Linked DNA regions of Mus musculus: all the other regions are linked to region 4. The links are chromatin contacts, called in public HiChIP or PLAC-seq and promoter capture Hi-C maps. All regions are on one chromosome and are shown on one strand. The core of a region is the stretch at or near the end of the contact, and the rest is flanking DNA. Distances in the headings are between cores, read along the strand shown.

What was found. Promoter capture Hi-C pulls out the DNA fragments that hold promoters and counts their contacts. HiChIP or PLAC-seq counts read pairs in DNA pulled down with a chosen protein or histone mark.
Region 1: a contact with region 4 is called in a promoter capture Hi-C map of liver, with 4 times the contacts expected there. The contact joins the promoter of Clptm1l here to the promoter of Erap1 in region 4. A contact is called at or near these places in 3 of 39 promoter capture datasets (liver and pre-B cells).
Region 2: a promoter capture Hi-C map of liver shows a contact between it and region 4, with 2.1 times the contacts expected there. The contact joins the promoter of Tert here to the promoter of Erap1 in region 4. A contact is called at or near these places in 2 of 39 promoter capture datasets (both in liver).
Region 3: an H3K27ac HiChIP or PLAC-seq map of embryonic stem cells shows a contact between it and region 4, with 6 read pairs. The contact joins the enhancer-like site here to the promoter of Erap1 in region 4. A contact is called at or near these places in 1 of 39 promoter capture datasets (the C10 cell line), 2 of 15 datasets of contacts at CTCF or cohesin (large pre-B cells and pro-B cells), 8 of 484 Hi-C or Micro-C datasets (the G1E-ER4 cell line, cerebral cortex, cortical neurons and 3 more), 7 of 115 datasets of contacts at active chromatin or transcription factors (the NIH/3T3 cell line, cardiomyocytes, embryonic stem cells and 3 more) and 3 of 9 other capture datasets (adipose tissue, embryonic stem cells and liver).

Annotation. Positions count from the first base shown.
Region 1 is chr13:73,602,716-73,605,415 of GRCm38.p6, forward strand. Clptm1l (CLPTM1-like) reads left to right here and starts at 1,287. Exons shown (of 17, transcript NM_146047.2): 1 at 1,287-1,684; 2 at 2,215-2,315. The coding sequence starts at 1,523.
Region 2 is chr13:73,625,534-73,628,233 of GRCm38.p6, forward strand. Tert (telomerase reverse transcriptase) reads left to right here and starts at 1,378. Exons shown (of 16, transcript NM_009354.2): 1 at 1,378-1,715; 2 at 1,818-2,700. The coding sequence starts at 1,497. RefSeq lists a promoter at 1-1,467 and enhancers at 1,137-1,156, 1,297-1,317.
Region 3 is chr13:75,871,983-75,874,929 of GRCm38.p6, forward strand. Rhobtb3 (Rho-related BTB domain containing 3) reads right to left here. Exons shown (of 12, transcript NM_028493.2): 12 at 1-479. The coding sequence ends at 364. Among named protein-coding and RNA genes, the nearest start is that of Gm24163, 32 kb to the right of the region's middle. Within about 2 kb of position 1,434, at least 28 of the 459 cell types and tissues checked have an H3K27ac peak or open chromatin away from gene starts, as enhancers often do. A contact at or near this core is called in embryonic stem cells, where this site is marked.
Region 4 is chr13:74,638,585-74,641,284 of GRCm38.p6, forward strand. It overlaps Erap1 (endoplasmic reticulum aminopeptidase 1), which reads left to right and starts at 1,269. Exons shown (of 19, transcript NM_030711.5): 1 at 1,269-1,309.

The DNA of each region.
Region 1 (2,700 bases), core at 37-2,536, 1.0 Mb before region 4:
GGGCTGTCACAGCACTGGCCACTTCACTCTAGAAACTGTGTATACCCTAAACCAAGAAATATTTAAGAAGATTAAAATGAAGGCCAGAAGAACCTGATACTCTGTTATTCTTGCAGAGAGGAGCCTAGCATAACTGTCCTCTTAAGAGGCTCTACCCAGCAGCTGACTGAAACAGATACAGAGACCCACAGCTAAACATTAGACAGAGCTTGGGGAGTCTTATAGAAAAGTTGGAGCAAGAATTGAGATCTGGGGGGGACAGGAGTCCACAAGACCAACAGAGTCAACTAACCTGGGCCCTTGGGGGTCTCCCAAAGACTAAACCACCAACCAAAGAGCATACATGGACTGGACCTACACCCCACCCCAACACATATATAGCAGATGTGCAGCTTGGTCTTCATTCAAGTTCCCCAACAAATGGACCCGGGTCTGTCCCAGTGTTGCCTACCTGTGGATCCCGTTCCCCTAACTAGGCTGCCTTGTCTGGCCTCAGTGGGAGAGAATGTGGCCAGTCCTGCAGTGACTTGATGTGCCAGGGGTGGGTTGGTACCCAGTGGAGCCTCCCCTTCTCAGAGAAGGGGAGAGGGAGTAGGGAAGAGAGTAGGGGCTGGCATCAGGACGTAAAGTGAACAATTAATGGACTCCGATGGTTTATCTGAGTGGCCTACCCCCTTCTGAGATGAGAAGGGGAGAGGGGACAGGGGAGAGGATAAGAGGAGAGTAGGGGCTGACATCGGGATGTAAAGTGAATAAATAAATTTAAGAACCCAGATGGTTTTATCTGAATGAGTAATGGGAAGTCCGGGAAAAAGATCTTCTTGAGATATAACCTACCTTTGCATGTTAGCCAGGATTAAGATTTATATTACCGCAAAGGAACTTATTCTTCTGACAAAAGGGGCAAGTGACCTGTAAAAACTCTTTTTGACCTTTTCTGGCCATCTTGAACTGCATGTTATCAACACAGTAACCTCACACCCGAGAAATCGGTATTTGAGTTTCCTGAGTCTCCTCCGTGTTTTCTTAACTTTTGGACGCTCCCCTAGACTTTGAAGAGCCAGGATCAGGGTCGTCCCCGCCATCATCCTGGGGCGCCGCCGTAAGGCTGCACAGGGCCTTAAGAAGAGCAACGCAAAGAAAAAATTTCCAAGAACCGGGTGCCGCCAAGGTTGGTGGCGGACCTGGGCTCCCACAGGCATGCCGGGAGTACGGCGCAAGAGGCTGACGTCACGCGCGCGCGCCGGTCGTGCGGTCGTCGTGAGGTTGCGAGTGCGTGGCGGAGCGTCTGGCTCCCAGAGGGCCGTGCGCGTCCACTTCCGCCAGCTGCTCGGTTCCCGGAAGCGGTGGCCGGCAAATCCGGCCAATCCCCCAGCGCCGGGTGTGGGTTATCGGGAGCATGCGGGGCGGCCGGCGGCCCGCGCGAGGCGCGTTGGTTTCCCCGCGGCGGTGGCGGTGGCGCGCAGCGGCTCTCCCGTGAGCGGCGGGCGGCGGCGGCGCTCGGCCCGCAGGTTGCGGCGCCATGTGGAGCGGCCGCAGCTCTTTTACCAGCTTGGTGGTGGGCGTGTTCCTGGTGTACGTGGTGCATACCTGCTGGGTCATGTACGGTATCGTCTATACCCGTCCGTGCTCGGGTGACTCCAACTGCATCCAGCCCTATCTGGCCCTGCGGCCCAAACTGCAGGTGAGCGTCCGGGAGCCCTAAGAAGGCGCCTCCCGGCCGGGTGCTACCACCCACCCCCTACTGGCACTGGTCAGAGGGTTTCGGGCTACCAGTTTTGCCCCTTATCACTGATGTCACTGTCCAATGTTCTGGTTAGGTGGCAGTGAGAGCTGGAGTTGAGACTTCTCTGTTCTCTGCTGCTCTCTTGTTACCCCTTGGTGCTCTGCCCTACCCCGATTATAACTGAGATCCAGTTGCCCTACACGTGTTTCCTAACGGGACCCCAGTGGAAGTTAACAGGAGATCTCCAGCCATATGGGAGTCAGGCTGCTAGCTCTGCCCTCTTATCACCTGTGTCACTTCCTGCTTCTAGTGGGAATTCCGGACAGGTCAGCTCTACAGTTAGGTTCCTTGTTCACAGCAGTGTCACACAGGCCATCTTGCCCAAGCTCACCCTCTGAGAGGTAGCCCTCAGATTGCTACCCTCTCACAATAGTTACATGTTTTCTATCAGGACCTTTTGGCTATTCATTCTTGCTCACTCTTTCCAGCTGAGTGTTTACACCACCACACGGTCCAGCCTTGGTGCAGAGAACAATGTGGACCTGATCTTGAACGTGGAAGACTTTGATGTGGATTCCAAATTTGAAAGGTGTGGATGTGGGACAGATTGCCAGAGATGGGTTCCAGGATGTCATGGATAGCATTGTATGTAGAGTGAGGACATCCTATAGAAGCACTCCTGTCTAGGGTCTGTGTAAACAGTCAAGCTGAAAGTAACAGGTGTTTGTCACTTAGCAAGTAGCTTTTACTGCAATCTAAGGGCAGCGTGGTTTACTACAGCCCATGTAGTCTCCCAAGGAATGATACATTGGCCTACCTAGTAAGAGTAGTTAGTTCACTTGTTACTTACAAGTAAGTGACCTTTGGCATTAGAATATAAATCTCAATGCTCAGCTATATACAGTAACTTTTGGGAATTAACATGGCTTAGCATTTGACATATGATTTTAACGTGCAAAAGTTCAAATAAAATT
Region 2 (2,700 bases), core at 128-2,627, 1.0 Mb before region 4:
TCAGCATGTAGCTGGCCTGGTTTTGAATGCCTTCTCATCCTGCCTCTACTTCCCAAGAGTAGCTTACAAGTGTGCACCACCATGCCCCGCGATATTCTTATTTTTGAGACTGTTTTCTATGCTGGTTTCTTTGGGGAACTACACTAAGGTAGCTTACAAGTGTGCACCACCATGCCCCGCGATATTCTTATTTTTGAGACTGTTTTCTATGCTGGTTTCTTTGGGGAACTACACTAAGGTAGCTTCATTGTTGGCATAAATTTCTCAGTTCAGGCCCATATCTCCTAAGTAGCAGAACTAAGCAAATCTCAAACAAACCCCTCAAAAAGACTGATGTCCACTAAACGGACTTCTAAAATAGCTCCTGTAATCCTGAGCATTTACAAGGCGGCAGACCTCCTATAAGGGAGTAAATATGAAAACGCGCCTGTTCAAATGCTAGGTCGGTGGATAGAAGCAATTTCCTCAGAAAGCTGAAGGCACCAAAGGTTATATTTGTTAGCATTTCAGTGTTTGCCAAACTCAGCTACAGTAGAGATCACAGATTCCCTATTTCCCAGAGATTCAAAATTCAGCAGCCCCTCTCTAACTATGGCTCAGAGTCGTGTCATTACATATGCCCCAACAACAACCCCCACCCCTATCCTACCCCCGCCTCACACGTGCAAGTACTATCACAGTTGCCAACCTAGCAGAGCTGCCATCCTAAGGTCGAGGTCGCCGCTTTGGCTGTGTGCACAGGCAAGCGCCCTCACCCAATGGCCCTGGCCTTGCTATGGGTGCGTGAGTTGAGATGATGCTCTGGACTCTGAGGTGAAGGCCACTGGAACAGTGAAAAAAGCTAACGCAGGGCTTTTACCTAGTCCCCTTCCTTTGGTGGTGGGTGTTTACGGAACATATTTGGGATCTGAGTGTATGGTCGCACCACAATAAAGCCTTAACCTATATAGTAGAATTTCAGCTGTAATCATTAAGAACTGAGATTGCCACCACCCACCTCACTGTCTGTGTCAACCACAGCAGGCTGGAGCAGTCAGCTCAGGAACAGGCAAAACCTTAGGTCCCTCCGCCTACCTAACCTTCAATACATCAAGGATAGGCTTCTTTGCTTGCCCAAACCTCGCCCCAGTCTAGACCACCTGGGGATTCCCAGCTCAGGGCGAAAAGGAAGCCCGAGAAGCATTCTGTAGAGGGAAATCCTGCATGAGTGCGCCCCCTTTCGTTACTCCAACACATCCAGCAACCACTGAACTTGGCCGGGGAACACACCTGGTCCTCATGCACCAGCATTGTGACCATCAACGGAAAAGTACTATTGCTGCGACCCCGCCCCTTCCGCTACAACGCTTGGTCCGCCTGAATCCCGCCCCTTCCTCCGTTCCCAGCCTCATCTTTTTCGTCGTGGACTCTCAGTGGCCTGGGTCCTGGCTGTTTTCTAAGCACACCCTTGCATCTTGGTTCCCGCACGTGGGAGGCCCATCCCGGCCTTGAGCACAATGACCCGCGCTCCTCGTTGCCCCGCGGTGCGCTCTCTGCTGCGCAGCCGATACCGGGAGGTGTGGCCGCTGGCAACCTTTGTGCGGCGCCTGGGGCCCGAGGGCAGGCGGCTTGTGCAACCCGGGGACCCGAAGATCTACCGCACTTTGGTTGCCCAATGCCTAGTGTGCATGCACTGGGGCTCACAGCCTCCACCTGCCGACCTTTCCTTCCACCAGGTGGGCCTCCAGGCGGGATCCCCATGGGTCAGGGGCGGAAAGCCGGGAGGACGTGGGATAGTGCGTCTAGCTCATGTGTCAAGACCCTCTTCTCCTTACCAGGTGTCATCCCTGAAAGAGCTGGTGGCCAGGGTTGTGCAGAGACTCTGCGAGCGCAACGAGAGAAACGTGCTGGCTTTTGGCTTTGAGCTGCTTAACGAGGCCAGAGGCGGGCCTCCCATGGCCTTCACTAGTAGCGTGCGTAGCTACTTGCCCAACACTGTTATTGAGACCCTGCGTGTCAGTGGTGCATGGATGCTACTGTTGAGCCGAGTGGGCGACGACCTGCTGGTCTACCTGCTGGCACACTGTGCTCTTTATCTTCTGGTGCCCCCCAGCTGTGCCTACCAGGTGTGTGGGTCTCCCCTGTACCAAATTTGTGCCACCACGGATATCTGGCCCTCTGTGTCCGCTAGTTACAGGCCCACCCGACCCGTGGGCAGGAATTTCACTAACCTTAGGTTCTTACAACAGATCAAGAGCAGTAGTCGCCAGGAAGCACCGAAACCCCTGGCCTTGCCATCTCGAGGTACAAAGAGGCATCTGAGTCTCACCAGTACAAGTGTGCCTTCAGCTAAGAAGGCCAGATGCTATCCTGTCCCGAGAGTGGAGGAGGGACCCCACAGGCAGGTGCTACCAACCCCATCAGGCAAATCATGGGTGCCAAGTCCTGCTCGGTCCCCCGAGGTGCCTACTGCAGAGAAAGATTTGTCTTCTAAAGGAAAGGTGTCTGACCTGAGTCTCTCTGGGTCGGTGTGCTGTAAACACAAGCCCAGCTCCACATCTCTGCTGTCACCACCCCGCCAAAATGCCTTTCAGCTCAGGCCATTTATTGAGACCAGACATTTCCTTTACTCCAGGGGAGATGGCCAAGAGCGTCTAAACCCCTCATTCCTACTCAGCAACCTCCAGCCTAACTTGACTGGGGCCAGGAGACTGGTGGAGA
Region 3 (2,947 bases), core at 184-2,683, 1.2 Mb after region 4:
AATGCCCCTTATTTTAGCAGAGCAACCACTCAGACATGATGAAATTTTTATATTTATCCTAGATGCTTTTTTTTTTTAATTAAACACCTCTTAACTAGGAGAGATCTTGATGTTATTAAAGCAATAGGGCAACGTAAAGGAGAACCCAATGTCTAACAGTTTTATATTCTAGGTGAAACATAAATTTAGTCTGTAGTAGCTTTTGTTCCCTTTTAAGACCACCACAGTCTTTAAAAGATAACTAGTAAGAAGCTATATGGTGACTTTTAAAACATATTGATTTTAGTTATAAGAATTTTTCCTGGAATCCAGAAGTACCCATTCTTCATAATAAAAAAAAGTGTATGTATGCAAACGCTCAGGTCACATGACTAAACAGCGACATTTCCGGGAGTGGATATACTTCCTGTATTCTGCCAGCTGCTTCAAGTACATGTTTGATGGCCATCTGTGCTTTTCAACAAAACTTCGTTCTTCCACTAAAGTTTTAAGAGAAAAAAATTAATTGCATGTACTTTATTTCTTGACAAGATAAAATACCAACAATTAGAGGAGCTCAGACTCTTATATTCCAAGTCCTTCCCATAGCCTTCCATAATCACTTAATAGAATATCGGTAAAAGGCCATCAGGACTTATGCTATTACACAATTTATATTGACATATACTCGTCCACCAAGTAGCATTTGACTGTTATCCTTTTCTTTTTTAATAAAACTTCTGCTTTTACTCTAGATAACAAATTTACCTTTTCTTTGTGGATAACTCTACCATTCACACTCTATAAAGTCTCCCAGACTTTAGTTCCCATCCAGTCACAGCCACCAGTTAATCTACTCATTCTTGTTACTTCCTGTGCTCCAGAGTCTGGCGCACCATAACTTGGTGTTACTTTCTGTGTTCCAGTTAGCAACACTGTAACTTCCAGCTTGCTCCTCCAGCCTCCCCTTAGGCTGTACACTCTGCACCCACTTTAATAGGAACCAGGGTTTCAGCTAAGGCCCTCAGCTCAAGCTTAGCTCCATTAGAGTCGTCAAATCTGTGACTAGATTCGACTTCTCTAGCTTCCCATGTCCTGTAAAGGTCGCCTCCATTGACTGGAGCGACTTCTACCAAAGTCAACACTCGTGAATTCCACTGTTAAGGCCCTAAGCTTCGTCCTGCCTTCTGCACACCTGGCACTTTAAACATGTAAGGGTTTGGGGATCCCTCCCTTCCGTTTGCACTTGGATTTCATTTTGCTTAGTCAGTCTGATTTCTCCACCTGCTCTTTAACTTCGCCAGCATGTGGATTAGCAAGATCCTGATTACAGGATCTAAATGACAGTAAACAAGCTGCTTACTCAGGGAAATCAGTTGTCTTGGTTTCCTGAGGAGGCAAAAAAGATTGAGGTAGCCTTTTAAAGAAAGAACTCCAAACTGGGTGTGGTGGTGCACGCCTTTAATCCCAGCACTTTCAGGAAGAGGCAGATGGATCTAGGCCAGCCTGGTCTACACAGTGAATTCCAAAACAGCCAGGACTACAGAATAAGACCCTGCCTCAAACCAACAAACAAAAAACAACAAAGGAAGGAAGGAAGGAAAGAAAGAAGGACGGAAGGGAGGGAGGGAGTCTGAACTCCAGAAAAAGTGATAGCAGAAAAAAAGTTACTTCTGGTGGCAGTAAAAACAGGCACTAAACAGTCACTCTGTACAACATAACCAAACACTTAGCTAAATTAAACCAACTGTGAGCAAAAGAAATCCACCAACAGCAAGAATCAGCTTTTCCTGTGTGTTGCTGTATGTCTTCTTAAAACTCTAGTGTATGCAAATCAAAGTGGGGGATGAGCTACTTAGCCGGGTTGGAAGGCTTGCCATGGCAGGAGATCCTTTTCCATCCTAGCTTCCTGATTTCTTAACAACTTTACACACAAAAAATTCTCACCAGAAATTTGGGAGACAGAGGCAGGAAGGTAAGGAATTCAAAACCAGCCCTGGCTATACAGACAAGTGTGAGGCAGCCCAAGAAACACACACCCTGTTCCTAAGAAGAGAAAACTAGAAATGAAAACGAGTGCTGTGAAGAGAAGCAATTAGTAGGTTTCCAGTAATAACTGGGGTGCTTCTAAAGCTGAAAACGAACAGTCCCACCCATGAGGGCACGGCAGGAACTTCCAAATCCCAAGCAGATGGCCAGTGCACCAGGTGGAAGGCCGCCGAGAGGAGGATGCCCTTTGTGGGCAGCCACTGCCTGGCAACCAGGAAGGTAGACCCAGACTTTCCTCTGGAGATTTTAAATGGTAGTGCTACATAAAAAAGTTGTCTAAATGGTGACTTCTCTGATGCCATAGTTCATAATTACAGAATTAGCATATTTCATAATTCTGTTATCCAGAGGACCATTTCCTCTGCTAAGAAGAATCATACCATAGGTACTAAAGATGTGACCTTTCAGATTTCTTTCAGTTCCCACCCAAGTAAGGTACTGACCCCTGCCACAGCATCCAGGTCTTCCACAGCTCCTGAGAGGATGTCCTGCACCTCTGATTTGCACATTTTATAGGCAATTCCATAAGCAATAGCTATTGACACAAATAACAGAAATGATGTATGTACTGTCTTTCTCCGGAGGCTGTAATTACACCTCATGGAGATCTAAGAGTGGTTAGAAAATAATTTCATTCTTTTACAATGGAAGTGGCCTAATGTGTCACAGTTGTAGTAGCTATAGAGCCAGAATGAAGTTGTTAATGTCTTAAGAGAACAGCCTTGTTCTCGTCAGTGCACTGCTTGTACGGGTTGCAAGCAGAGCACACCTTATCTTTATGATAAGCCCAGTCTTTTTTTTTTTTTTCCTTGCAAAATGCAGAGTGAATGTTATCTGACCTTTGCTTTGCTTTGATTATATTACACTACTATCTTAGCAACTGAGTGCTTGAGCTAGAGGACAGGTGCACAGTTTTGTT
Region 4 (2,700 bases), core at 19-2,518:
AGAGGAAGTCCATCACTGTGGAGTTGGGCTTTGAGCTAACCAATGCTCAAGCTCTGAACAGTGTAGAATCTGAGTATTCTTCTGGCTACATTCGGATCAAATATAACGCTTGGTTCCTCCAGCACAAGTCTGCCTGCACCATTCCATACTTCTCACCATGCTGATAATGGACTAAACCTCTGAAACTGTAACCCAGCCCCCAATTAAATGTTTTCCTTTGTAAGAAAAAAAAATGTCCCTGGTGGTACATAGTTTTTGCAAAAACAAGCATTGAAAACAGTGTTGAGAAATAATGCTCAGAGGCTTGGATGCCAAGTTCTCAAAGGGCAGGACACTGAGAACTAGGCCTAAGCAAACTGGGGAACAGCCAGGATAATATTTGGACAGGAACTAGAATGTGTGTTTGATTACTTCTGTGTAAAACTGGCTTTAAATTTATTTATTTAAATGTAGGAGTGCTGCATGTTCACCTACCTGCCAGAAGAGGGCATCAGATTCCTTTCTAGATGGTCGTGAGCCACCCTATAGTTTCTTGGGAATTGAACAAATGAACTCTGAAAGAGCAGCGGGTTCTTAACCACTAAGCCATCTAACCTTGCCTGGCAGCGGTAGCACACGCCTTTGATCCCGGCTCTCCAGGCGGATCGGCAAGTACGAGGTCAGACTGATCTACAGCTAGGGCTGTTTCAAGACAGCTAGGGCTGCACAGAGAAATCCTGTGTTGAAAAACCAAAAATAAATAAATAAATAGCAATCCTCTGTAGTGTAGTGTCTTTTCCTTATTAGGGGTAGGGAAGTTCTGGGGGCCACCTCTAATCTCCCCCCCCCCCCCCCCAGCATATAAGGTACCTACACTGAACAGAAAATCCCCAGAGCACTCAGAATTTGACTTCCCAGGTTGAATCTTTTGGGGGTGGGGCAGGGCTCTCAGATGAAAACATCTGCATCCAATAGGTGTCCTTCCAAGTTGGCAGGCCAATGCCATTTTGAGCACTACCTTTGCACATTGCTGCATTTCTTCCGTTAGTGAAGTTAGCAAACAAAACAAATACACCACGAGATGTGGAGGAGAAAAAAGTCCACGTTTTGATGGGTGCGCCTCCCTGCCTGGTGCTCTGCCAGTCCTGGAGAATGCATTCCCTATCAGGGTCCCTAACTTTGAGTTCCCGAAGCCCTGGCTAGATCCCTTAGGCTTGCTCTCTTTTAGCGCCTTAGCAGGTTCACTTCACCCTCAGCCCCACGTGCCCTGCCGGTCCACCTTCACTTTCACTTTCGGTCCCGGGCGGCCAGACTGGCGGCTGTGATGAAGGTGAGGAGTCTCGGCCTGGCCCGGTGGAGGACTGGGCCCGCACGGTACAGGGCTGTGGGCAGCTGAGGGTGGGCTCTGGCTAACCGACCCCGGTGGAGGCCCGGGCTCAAGTGCGCAGGACGGGCGCGGAGGATCGGGAGCAGGAGTCTGAGCACGCCGAGGAGCGTGAAGCCCCGGCAGGGCGCTGCTGGCCGGCCCGGCCCGGAGAAAGCCGAGGCTGCCGGGCCGGCGTACTCGCTGGCTCGAGTGAGTCACTGGCAGGAGCTGACCACGAGCCGCCTAGCTGCTGGAGACTGGCCAGCGGTCCATCCCACTAAAGCCTAATGGCGACCAGGGAGGACTGGGCGGACCTAGGGAGCGGCCTGTGGAGAACACCTTGAGAGTATTCCCAGAGAAAGCGAAGAAGCGCTGGGGAGGGCACAGAGTGTCCGGAAGGCTCCCTCTCTTCCGCCTGTACTCCCTGCAAACCGGGCCCCACTCCCAACTCGGTCCCTCTCCCCCTCCCTCTCCCGCTCCCCTCTCCCTCCCCCTCCCGCTCCTGATCACTATCTGGATCCCGCCCCCCAAGGCTACATGAGGCCATTATAGAGAAAGCTTTATTTGAACTTGTTTGAGCAAAATGAGTGCCTTTTCTGTTATGTTGCTAGAATGGTTAATTTCCTAAGAGGAAGGGAAGGACCAAGAGAACACACTTTGTTTAAACTTTTATTGATGGTTCTTTGGGTAACCCGGGTTTGGAAAGACAAACTGTGTTTTCTTTAGAAAGCCAGAATTCCTGTCAGCTCCATATATGGTCAATAATTTAAAACCTTTTTAAAATTGGCCACAGTTGTCAAAGCTCCCACCTCCACCCCTTTCCTGCCATAGGTTTTTTTTTTTTTTTTTTTTTTTTTTTTTTTAGATTTATTTATTATATGTAAGTACACTGTAGCTGTCTTCAGACACACCAGAAGAGGGCATCAGATCTTGTTACGGATGGTTGTGAGCCACCATGTGGTTGCTGGGATTTGAACTCCGGACCTTCAGAAGAGCAGTCTGGTGCTCTTACCCACTGAGCCATCTCACCAGCCCCCTCCACCCCTTTCCTGATCAGATTTGGAAATGTACCTTGAATCAGCAGCTTTTTAAGGTGGCCCCAAGAGGAAAATTCTAGTATATTTACATAGTTTTAATTCTGCATTGAAATACTTTGTTAGAAGTGACGAGCCATTTTCAGTGCATGTTAACAGAAGTTGGATTATCCTGGGGGCTGTTTGAAAGCTTATGTGTTGCTGAGATTGTTTTACATTCAGTCCTAATACAAGTGGGAAATCATCCAAACAATTACCTTTAACTTCCCTGAGGACCATGAGGAGTCAGAATCTCCACATACAGCTTAAATAAGATTTCTA